3 separate regions of the Mus musculus genome follow, and regions 2 and 3 are each linked to region 1. A link is a contact called in public Hi-C and HiChIP or PLAC-seq data. All regions are on one chromosome and are shown on one strand. The core of a region is the stretch at or near the end of the contact, and the rest is flanking DNA. Distances in the headings are between cores, read along the strand shown. Region 1 holds the start of Nipal3 (NIPA-like domain containing 3). Region 2 holds the start of Runx3 (runt related transcription factor 3). Region 3 holds the start of Hmgcl (3-hydroxy-3-methylglutaryl-Coenzyme A lyase).

The links. A called contact is a pair of places that touch in the nucleus more often than the background predicts. HiChIP or PLAC-seq counts read pairs in DNA pulled down with a chosen protein or histone mark.
Region 2: a contact with region 1 is called in a Hi-C map of CD4 T cells, with 3 times the contacts expected there. The contact joins the promoter of Runx3 here to the promoter of Nipal3 in region 1. A contact is called at or near these places in 1 of 39 promoter capture datasets (liver), 1 of 484 Hi-C or Micro-C datasets (CD4 T cells) and 2 of 115 datasets of contacts at active chromatin or transcription factors (embryonic stem cells and pancreatic cancer cells).
Region 3: a contact with region 1 is called in an H3K4me3 HiChIP or PLAC-seq map of forebrain, with 3 times the contacts expected there. The contact joins the promoter of Hmgcl here to the promoter of Nipal3 in region 1. A contact is called at or near these places in 1 of 39 promoter capture datasets (embryonic stem cells), 7 of 484 Hi-C or Micro-C datasets (B cells, the C2C12 cell line, cerebral cortex and 2 more), 5 of 115 datasets of contacts at active chromatin or transcription factors (embryonic limb bud, embryonic stem cells, forebrain and 2 more) and 1 of 9 other capture datasets (pancreatic islet).

What each region holds. Positions count from the first base shown.
Region 1 is chr4:135,492,686-135,495,906 of GRCm38.p6, forward strand. Nipal3 (NIPA-like domain containing 3) reads right to left here and starts at 1,893. Exons shown (of 12, transcript NM_028995.4): 1 at 1,745-1,893. It also overlaps a transcript of Stpg1 not described here.
Region 2 is chr4:135,151,094-135,154,202 of GRCm38.p6, forward strand. It overlaps Runx3 (runt related transcription factor 3), which reads left to right and starts at 1,452. Exons shown (of 5, transcript NM_001369050.1): 1 at 1,452-1,963. The coding sequence starts at 1,679.
Region 3 is chr4:135,944,797-135,948,031 of GRCm38.p6, forward strand. Hmgcl (3-hydroxy-3-methylglutaryl-Coenzyme A lyase) reads left to right here and starts at 1,652. Exons shown (of 9, transcript NM_008254.3): 1 at 1,652-1,744. The coding sequence starts at 1,685.

The DNA.
Region 1 (3,221 bases), core at 643-3,142:
CCAGTGTAACCCTATAGGGTTCATTCATACATCTATGCTCTTAGCTCCCAGGCATCTACCCAAGAAAGAGTTGAGGGCCTAGGTTTTAAAAACCTGCGCATCACATAGTTTCTAGTTCCCTCTACCTCCTGTTCCACACCTAGGAAAAGCAACAGCATGCACTGATGTCACAAGACAGACAGGCACAGACACCAAATGCCAGCTTAGTACAGGGCAGCCATGAAGACCTCTCTGCCCAGGTTGCACCTTGTCAAAGGGCCTAAAGTTAAGTTGTTGCTGCTGCTATCATTTGAGACAGTATTTCTGCAAGATGCCTCCCATATGTTTTTTGATATGTTAGATCCAATGCATATAGGATCAACTGGGAACCATAATTTTCTGGGAAGACTGGGAGGGCATAATTATAATTACTCTTGGATTAGACTGCATGTGTGTGAAAGCAACTCTGTGTTAAATGTCTGTATCTCTGTCCTGACATCGTTAATATGGGGGTGCTCGAGAGCTCCTTCTACCTGGGAGAGACCTAGGGCTGCTTCCAGCCTGGAGTTGAGGGGGCCCTGGATTGAAGGCACCTGTCAGGTCCTCTGCTGTTCCTGGAAACCTAGCTCAGAGCCTGGCAAGGTAACTTGCATAGATGCCCACTCGACCAAATGTAATGCCCATGATACACTGTGGTTTAAAAAAAGAATGCCTTACTCAGAACCCATGGCCACAAACAGATATACCCAGCCCCACCCACAGGATGTCAGAAAATGCAAACAGGCCTTGGGAACCAGCTAGGGAGGACAGCAGGTTGTCTCCCCCCACCGCACCCCTCTGTGTGTGTGTGTGTGTGTGTGTGTGTTGAGTCACTGGCTTTTAAACAGTAGCTTCAACTCCCCTCTCTACCCAGGGAACCCCCAGAGCTCTGAATACCCAAAGACAGAGGGAGGAAGATTCTCCTTGAACTGCCGTGTAGCATCACCCCAAAGCCTCCGTGGACTCTGTAAGTTGCATTCCCTTATAAGGCTCACACTTTGGCCTGGTGATGGTTTATTGTTGGTCCAAGGCTGACATATGTCCAAGAGGCACACAGCCAAGCCAGTGTTGACAATCACAGTCACAGTTTATGGTCACTGACCCAAGAGAATTCACAAAGTGCTTGCTTCCACTCGAATCCCCCGGCCTCATCTAAATGAATAACTCCGTTAACCCCACCGAGCAAGTCTTCCAGCGAGCATAACAGCCTCGCGGCCATGAAATTGGCTGTAACTAAAAACAAGGGTGTGTGTGTGTGTCCGCGCGCGCCCCCCCGCGTGCGTGCATGGAGGTCTTGTCACCACCTGACGATTCAGTTTGACCAAAGAACGTCGGTTTCATGCCAAGCTTTTCTTTCCCGGGGCTTTTGAGCACTGAGGGGTGACATTCTCGGAGAGACACACCTCTGTTTCAGTACCAAGCACAGAGCTCCCTCCATCCACCTGCCAGTCGCACCGGCTATTTCCTGCACGCTGGAGCCGGCAGTACTGGCCTTCCACTTCCTCATCTGGTAACGCCCAGCATCTCCTTCATTAAGGCAAACCCGTGCCCACCCTCCTTGAAAATATGGAAGAGACAAAAAAAAAAAAAAAAAAAAAAAATCGGAGGCAACAGAACCCAAACTGACAAGGCTGGCAACAACAAGGGAGACTATATTTATACTAGGGGATCAAAACAGCAAGCCTGATTTCAAGTACCCCTTCCCTCAGTCATGACCGTGACTCACCCGGGACGTTCCTTCTAGATCCACCTATCCCAGGTTCCGGAGAAGCGACTCGGACACTCCGTGCCACCCCTAGGTACAGCCTCTTGGATCCCTTCCCAGCTCCGAGTTTCCAAGGGGCTGCAGTGTTTTGCTTTCAAAGGTGGAGACTTGATTTGTTACACTGCCTGCCAGTCCCAAGCTGGCGAAGCCTCTGCGCAGGCGAGTGGTTGTCGGGAGGGGATGGGCGGGACATCCTGAAATAATTGGCTGCGTCGCCAAGCTCGCTTGAAGCGTAGGGGCGACCTGACACTCACCTGGAGGAGTCCCCTCTAGCGGCCAAAGGAAGAAGTCCGGGCTGCTTTGGTCCCCAAGTTATGGCTGCTCACCTCCACCTGCCGGACAAGTAGGCTGGGCTTAAGCAGCCCGCCTGGTGTCCCCCCGCAGTCTGCGCTAACTGCCACCGACCGTCCCGGGCGGCGCCCCTGCTGCTTCCATCAGGTAGCTCCAGTATCGAAACCCAGCAGAGCCCTGACACGTCTCGGGGACCGTGCGTACCCCTTCTTTCCTGCGCCTGCGTCCCACCTGTTGGCTGTATTGCGTCCTTAATTTCCCGGTACGCCTGCAGCTCAGCAGCCCCGGTAGGCTGTCAATCATCCTAGTAGTCCCGTCCCCCCCCCCGCACCCCTCCCCCGCCCGCTGCTGTTTCCCAGGGGTTCGGCTGTGAGCATGAACCTGCGCGTGGAGCTTCCAGCGCGCTCATTTTTCAGCACGCGCCGTTCAGTCCAGAGCCGCACAGCAACCTCTGGGGGAGATGTTGAGATCACACAGGTTTTACGAGGAAATGACATTGGGGAGACCTCAGCGATGGAAACGCGGTAGAACTGGGAGGGAGAGTTTAAGAGAGGATGGAGCTGCCATATTGTATTATGGGAGATGCCCAAAGACCAACTGGGTCGGTGCGAGATTTTTTTTTTTTTTCTTGAGGCGTGGGTGGCAGGAGATGTGATCTGAGGAACAAGCGGGAGACAGTTTCTAACAGGGGACTATCCCATAATTTTAAAGAAGACGCTGGTGGGTTTAAGCCGGGCTGTGGCTAGGCACTGTGGCTGCGGTGAAACGGGTAAGGGGCTCTTGGAATACTGCACGGTTGCCCTTGGGGAATTATGTCATCGACCTTTCTGCTCTCACACTCAGGGTGTGGATGGATGGGTAGGAACACTTGGGTTTATTCCTTCGATGAGTCACAAAAACAACAAACCAAACAAACCCAACAACCAAACAAAACCGAAACAATCAAACAAACAAACAAACAAGAAAAGGGAACTGAACCCCAGAAACAAAAACCCTAATAGTTAGTTCCCTGCCTAACAGGTTCTCCTTAGCATTGTCAATCCGAACCCCAAAATTCTGGTAGCTTTTTTTGTTGGTTTTTGAAACGTCTCCAACGATTGGTCAACAGCTTTTCACATTAAAGACACAGAGGACACCCCTGGCTAGT
Region 2 (3,109 bases), core at 202-2,701, 340 kb before region 1:
AGGCCTAGTGATGGTCAACTCCGAATCATAGGTTCTCAAAAAGTTCCAGTAAGGGACCTTCACTGTCCTTGCTTCCCTGGTGGCTTGAGGCGCTGGCATAAGGCCCAGAGAGGGGCAGAATACAATTCTCCTGGCACTCGTTAGACTCAGGACATACCTAGTACCCCGCTGTTGTACACACAGCGCCTGATTTCGTTTTTTGACAAAATGGAGTGTTCTAAGCTGAGGTCAGAGCCAGGATGAGGTCTTGATGCCTCTGTCGCCATCGGATCCTAAATCGTGTCGCTTCTGGGGCTTGTATTGGTAGTTGCAGACAGATTCACTGTCGCTGGCAACGAAAATGCAGTCGAATTTCCAAAGCAGTGAGAGAAACACATGCATTCGTTCGTTGCTGCCGTCCAAGGAGTGCACGGGGTTGGGGAGAGCACAGCCCTCGGTGACCGGTGACCGTGGACTCTCTAGTTGTGTGTCTGTGCCCCCATGCCAGGCTTAGGAGACGGGACGGGAAAGAGTTGTTGTTAGTGAAGTCCAGGAGTTGCTGGGCCACGGAGCATGAGGAACACAGAGACCCCAGGGCCGATTTCCCACAGGGCACCTGACAGCTCTGTAGGCTCAGCGCTTTAGGGCCAAGAAGACTATGGCCCGGCCCTAGGAGGACCCCTTTCCATCCGTGGGGAGAAAGCAGTCTGAGCGTTAAGACTTCTTTCTGCCACAGACCCTCATCCACTTCCACTAGACGGACGGTGGTTGCATGCGTATGGTGTAGCATGGAATGTTCCAAAAAAGCACACTGTTGTAGGCCCCATTGTAGTTTTCAAAGACCCATGAGCTGCCAAGACAGAGGACAACTCCACGAGGCCTGCGCGATCCTGAAATTAGTTTTGAGTGGACAGGAGCCGTGTGGTTGTCCCCACCCCACTGTTGGTCCCTGTGGCAACCCCTATTCTGTCTGCCTCGAAGGTTGACACAGAAGCCACAGAGACGAGAGCCAAGGCCGCGCGGAGCTGTGGACTCCCTCGTGGGGTGGAAGCTCTAGGGTCAAAATCGTTTGTGGAGTGGAGGGAATGAGAAAACCGTCTTGGGTGTCACCGCGGCAACCAGCTGAGGGTGCAGGTTCCGGGCTGCGGTGGCCAGAGCTGAAGCAGCCAGGCTGCGACTCGAGGGAGGGGAAGCGAGCCGCAGCCAGGAGGCTGGAAACCCGATGTCTGCCCAGGTCGCAGCGGCCGCTCCTGACTCCGGGGACCGCGGCTCCCCGCGCGGCTACCGGGACGCGGGTGTCTAGACCCTCTGGGGCGGAGCCTGGCCCCTGCTTGGCTCGCGCGGGCCCGAGCCACCGGGTCCTCCACGGCGAACCCCGAGCCTGGGGGCTGCGATTGGCTGCGCCCCGCGTCGCTCGCACGGCCCCGCCCCGAGGCCCGGGGTACTAACCCCGCGCGGGCGGCCGCGTCGCCGCCACTTGATTCTCTAGGATCCGGGCTGGGGCCGCGGCCGCCGAGTCCGTGGGGCGGCCGCGCGCGCCGGATGCGGGACTAGCGGGCGCGCGGCCGACCGTCGGGGCGCACCCCCTCCCCCGGCGCCGCCCCTCCCCCCACCCCCCACGCTGGCCGGGCCCCGAGCCGCCGCCTTCCCGCCTCCCGCTTCCCGCGGCTGCGGCCGCCCGCGCCCTGACGGCCGCGGCATGCGTATTCCCGTAGACCCGAGCACCAGCCGCCGCTTCACTCCCCCCTCCACGGCCTTCCCCTGCGGCGGCGGCGGCGGCGGCAAGATGGGCGAGAACAGCGGCGCGCTAAGCGCGCAGGCAACCGCGGGCCCCGGCGGCCGCACCCGGCCCGAAGTGCGCTCGATGGTGGACGTGCTGGCCGACCACGCGGGAGAGCTCGTGCGCACCGACAGCCCCAACTTCCTCTGCTCCGTGCTGCCCTCGCACTGGCGCTGCAACAAGACGCTGCCGGTCGCCTTCAAGGTGAGTGCAGGGGCCCGAGCCGGGAGGACACCGGGGAACCTGGGCGCCCCCATTTGCAGGAGCCCATACCGGGGAGGACTTGGGGAGCACCTAGAAGTAGGACATGAAAGGGGATGTCACCCAGCTGGCAAGACACCGGGGTACCCGGGCGCCCCTACTGCAGGATGCCACTCCCGGAAGGACCCCCGCTGGACTCCAGGCGATCCGCAATAAGAGCCCAGACCCCAGAGAACATGGGAGGTACCGTGGTGGAAGAAAAGGGGGTCACCCGGCTAGCAGGACATAGGGGTGCCTGGTCACCCACGCTGCAGGAGCCCAGGCCCGACAGAACATGAGAGGAACCTGGGTGTCCCCGCTGCCCGAGCCCGGGTCCAGAGAGAAATATGGTTACATCAGTCAGGGAAGGTACCAGGAGGACGTCCAGGAGAACTGGGCGTGGGGAGTTCTTCTGCCGTTCCTATTCCAAGAGTCAGAACCCCAGACCTCCCGTTGGGAACGGTACACCGCGGCCTCTCTGCCGGAGGACACGGACACTTGGGGCGCTCCTTCTCGGTGGCACAGACAGCCTGGAGGAGCCATACCCCGTTCCACCTGGCCTTCACGGGGCCCTGCAGAGTATAGTGGCATGGAAACCGGAGGACTGGGGCTCCCAGATTCTTTGGCACAGTCTAACCGGTAACTGGGATGAGGACCGCCGGAGCTGGGCGAGGACCCGGGAGGTGTGGGGCACAGAGGGCGAGGAGGGCCTGGCCTAGCACCGCGCCTCCTGCTCTGCAGCAGAAACACTTCCTTCCCACACTCTCAACCTCAGCGGCTGAAGTGTTGCACAGGGCGACCGTAGGCCGGTTCTAAAGGGCTGCCTCCGGCATAAGTCTGCATCCCGAAAGATAGGCAGAGACTTGGGGAATGCCTCCATCCTGGTAGCCCCAGAGTCGTTCAGAGAATTTATTTTTCAACGATACCAGGGATAGGCAACTGTTTCGTTTCTCTCTCTCTCTCTCTCTCTCTCTCTCTCTCTCTCTCTCTCTCTCTCTCTCTCTCTCTCTCTTGTAAGGGGGGCAGCCAGATGAAACGAAAACGCCTTGGTTTTCCCCTAAACCTCTCACAGCTGCCGTGAGAAAGGACAGAGTAGGAAGGGCCAGCGGC
Region 3 (3,235 bases), core at 402-2,901, 450 kb after region 1:
TCTCTGAGTTTGAAACCAGCCTGATCTACAGAGTGAATTCCAAGACAGCTAGAGATACATAGAGAAACCCTGTCTCGGAAAAACAAAAACAAAACAAAAACCAAAAAACAGGGCTGGTGAGATGGCTCAGCAAGTAAGAGTCTGAAGGTCCGGAGTTCAAATCCCAGCAACCACACAGTGACTCACAACCACCCGTAATGAGATCTGACGGCCTCTTCTGGGCAGGAGTGAGTGGGGTGGGCCGGAGAAAGCAGAGGTCCTAAATTCAATTCCCAACAACCACATGAAGGCTCACAACCATCTGTACAGCTACACTGTACTCATATACATAAAATAAGTAAATATTAAAAAAAAAACAAAGTAGAGGTGGAGACAGGTTTGTTTTTGCTTGATGGGAGCAGAAAGCCTTGTGGTTACAAAAGCAGGCCAGAGCAGGTTAGCAAAAATTCCTGTAAGTGCCTGAGGGTCAAGCTGACCTCAATGTCAGCCCAAGGTCAGGTCAGGATTTAGCAAAGATGTTTTTCTTGCTTCACTCTTATGGCCTCACAGGTGTTCTACATAGACTTACATGTAGGCAAAACAGCCATGCACATGAAGTAAATACACTAGTAATAATTTAAAACTTTGGTGGCCATCGTGGCACATATCTTTAACTCCAGCACTTAGTAGGCAGAAGTAGAGGCAGGCAGATCTCTGAGTTTAGGTCAGCCTGGTCTACATGGAGTATATGAGTACACTATAGCTGTACATATGGTTGTGAGCCTTCATGTGGTTGTTGGAAATTTAATTTTAGGACATCTGCTCGCTCTAGTCGGCCACCACTCACTCAGGCCCAAAGATTTATTTAATAAGTACATGGTCGCTGTCTTCAGACATACCAGAAGAGGGCCAGATCTCACTACAGGTGGTTGTGAGCCACCATTTGAACTCGGGACCTTCGGGAAAGCAGTCAGTGCTCTTACCCGCTGAGCCATCTCACCAGCTCCACAGTGAACCTTTATATTCTACTTTGTGACCTTAACCTTTGGGGCGGGATCTGCGCCATTCTGCATGATGCACACGCATGTTTAGTCATTTGAAGACTTCCCCACTGAGGCTGAGGACGGGAAGACAAGAAGGAAGTAAGACAGTGTATACACAGGGACACAATGATTTCCTAATGGCTAGCTTCAGGGTTTCACAAGTCACCCGAGCACCAGTAGTAGCCCCTAGAAGCCCACAGTTATAGCAGTCCTTCGCTAACCTAGGCCTTCTTGCCTTCCCTGTTCCTTTAAGACTAAAGGAGCCATCGGCTTGGCCCACCAGCTTCCCAGTCATCTTCAACCCCAACACGCCCTGGGAACACAACGCCTTTCAGAAGGCAGATAAATGGCCCTGGATTGGAACCGGGCGTGATTTAAGACGTGGGGGAAGCAGGTGGAGGTGAAAAAAATCTCGGGATCTACACATGGGCTGTCAAATGTCATGGCTCTTCATGGGACACGTGTTCAGAAAATCATGGAGTGGGCATGATTGGAGGGTAGAGCTACTTAGAGGGGAGTAGGAAAAGAAAACAGACAGGCTGAGGGGAGGAACCAAACTGGGAGCCTCACAAGAGGAGCGATGCACCGCCTCCGGCCCTAACCACGCCCACAGAGGGATCGGCGGTCACGTGGTGCCCAGTGGGTTGGCCTCCGGAGTGAAGATGGCGTCAGTGAGGAAGGCTTTCCCGCGGAGGCTGGTGGGCTTGACGTCCCTCCGGGCTGTAAGTGCTCCCCAGGCGGGTGACAGTCATGGGATCGGGCGGGCCTCCTCAGCTGCTGTGACAGGCGGAGGAGCGGGACCGCTCGAGGGACTGTTGCCGGGAGGATTTGAGAGTTCCGGACCCAGCCGGTCTGGCTCAGATCCATTGCAAGAAACGGGGAAACTGAGGCGGCGGGAAGAGAATCGACCCGCTGTGACTGTGGAGACCGGGGACACCATCCTGGGCGTCCTACCTCCCTTACGGTGACCCTGACTCCTTCCCCTATTTGAGCTTCGGATCTCTCCGGCCCTTCATTAGTGGAAAACAGTGTTCAGTGTGGGAAACACAAGCATCCCTGTCTGCCGCCTTACTCGGCCCTTGTTGCTTTTATGGACGCCTGGGGAGAACTTGGATCGCGTGGGCCGGACAGGGATTCCCTCAGAACTGTCCTTTGGGCATGTTTGGTCCTGGCATTCTGACCACGCGCAGTTATTTGAAGGAAGGGGGGGGGGGCAAAAAGAGCTGTGCTGGCTAAACCGCAAACTGGTGTCCGGGTGATCTGCCACTTTCTAGGCTGAGTGACAGAGGTGTGTACTCAGCTTGCTTATACGTAAAATGCAGAGTCTCAGGATGATTTAGTGAGTGACCAGTCAGTCGGTGGTGGTGCTTTGTGAGAGTTGGACTTAGGAGCGATCAGCGCCAGCGTCACTGCTACACCCTCAGCTCTGTGATGGCGCTGTTACGATTTTATGTTGGGGAGTTTAGGCATTGTATTAGCACTTGGAAAAACTACTTTCCTTGCAGCTCGTGGGTGCCTCTCAGAAAGCCCAGAAAGCCACTTCTGGCCGGGCATGGTGGCTCACGCCTTTAATCCCAGCACTCGGGAGGCAGAGGCAGGCGGATTTCTGAGTTCGAGGGGAGCCTGGTCTACAAAGCGAGTTCCAGGACAGCCAGGACTACACAGAGAAACCCTGTGTCGAAAGAAACAAAAACAAAAAAAAAACAAAAAAAAAAAAAAACAAAAACAAAAAAAATGGGAAAGAAAAAGAAAGCCACTTCTGCATCTTTAGTCTACCCACTTCCAATGATTGCTCAGGGATCAAATGAAAAGGCAAATATCAACGTGAAAAGTTAAGGAAATAAACCCGAGGGGGAGAGGGGGAGAGAATGAGAATTAAGTAACATGGTGGGTCATAATATCTATCTATCTATCTATCTATCTATCTAAGACAAAGTTTCTTTCTATATAACTTTGGTATTCACTACATAGACCAGGCTAGCTTCAAACTCAGAGCCTGCTATGACTCTGGGCTTACAGGCATGGACCACCATGCCCAGCTAGGGATAATTTTTACAAACTAGTGTGAGGAAATGATCCCTCATGAGTCTTATGGCACAAGATGGCACTTTTATTTCATTTGGTTTGGTTTGGTTGTTCCGTTTTTGGTTTGGTTTGGTTTTTAAAGGCAGGCTTACTCATCCTTGGCTGTCTGGACTCAATTAGTAGACCAG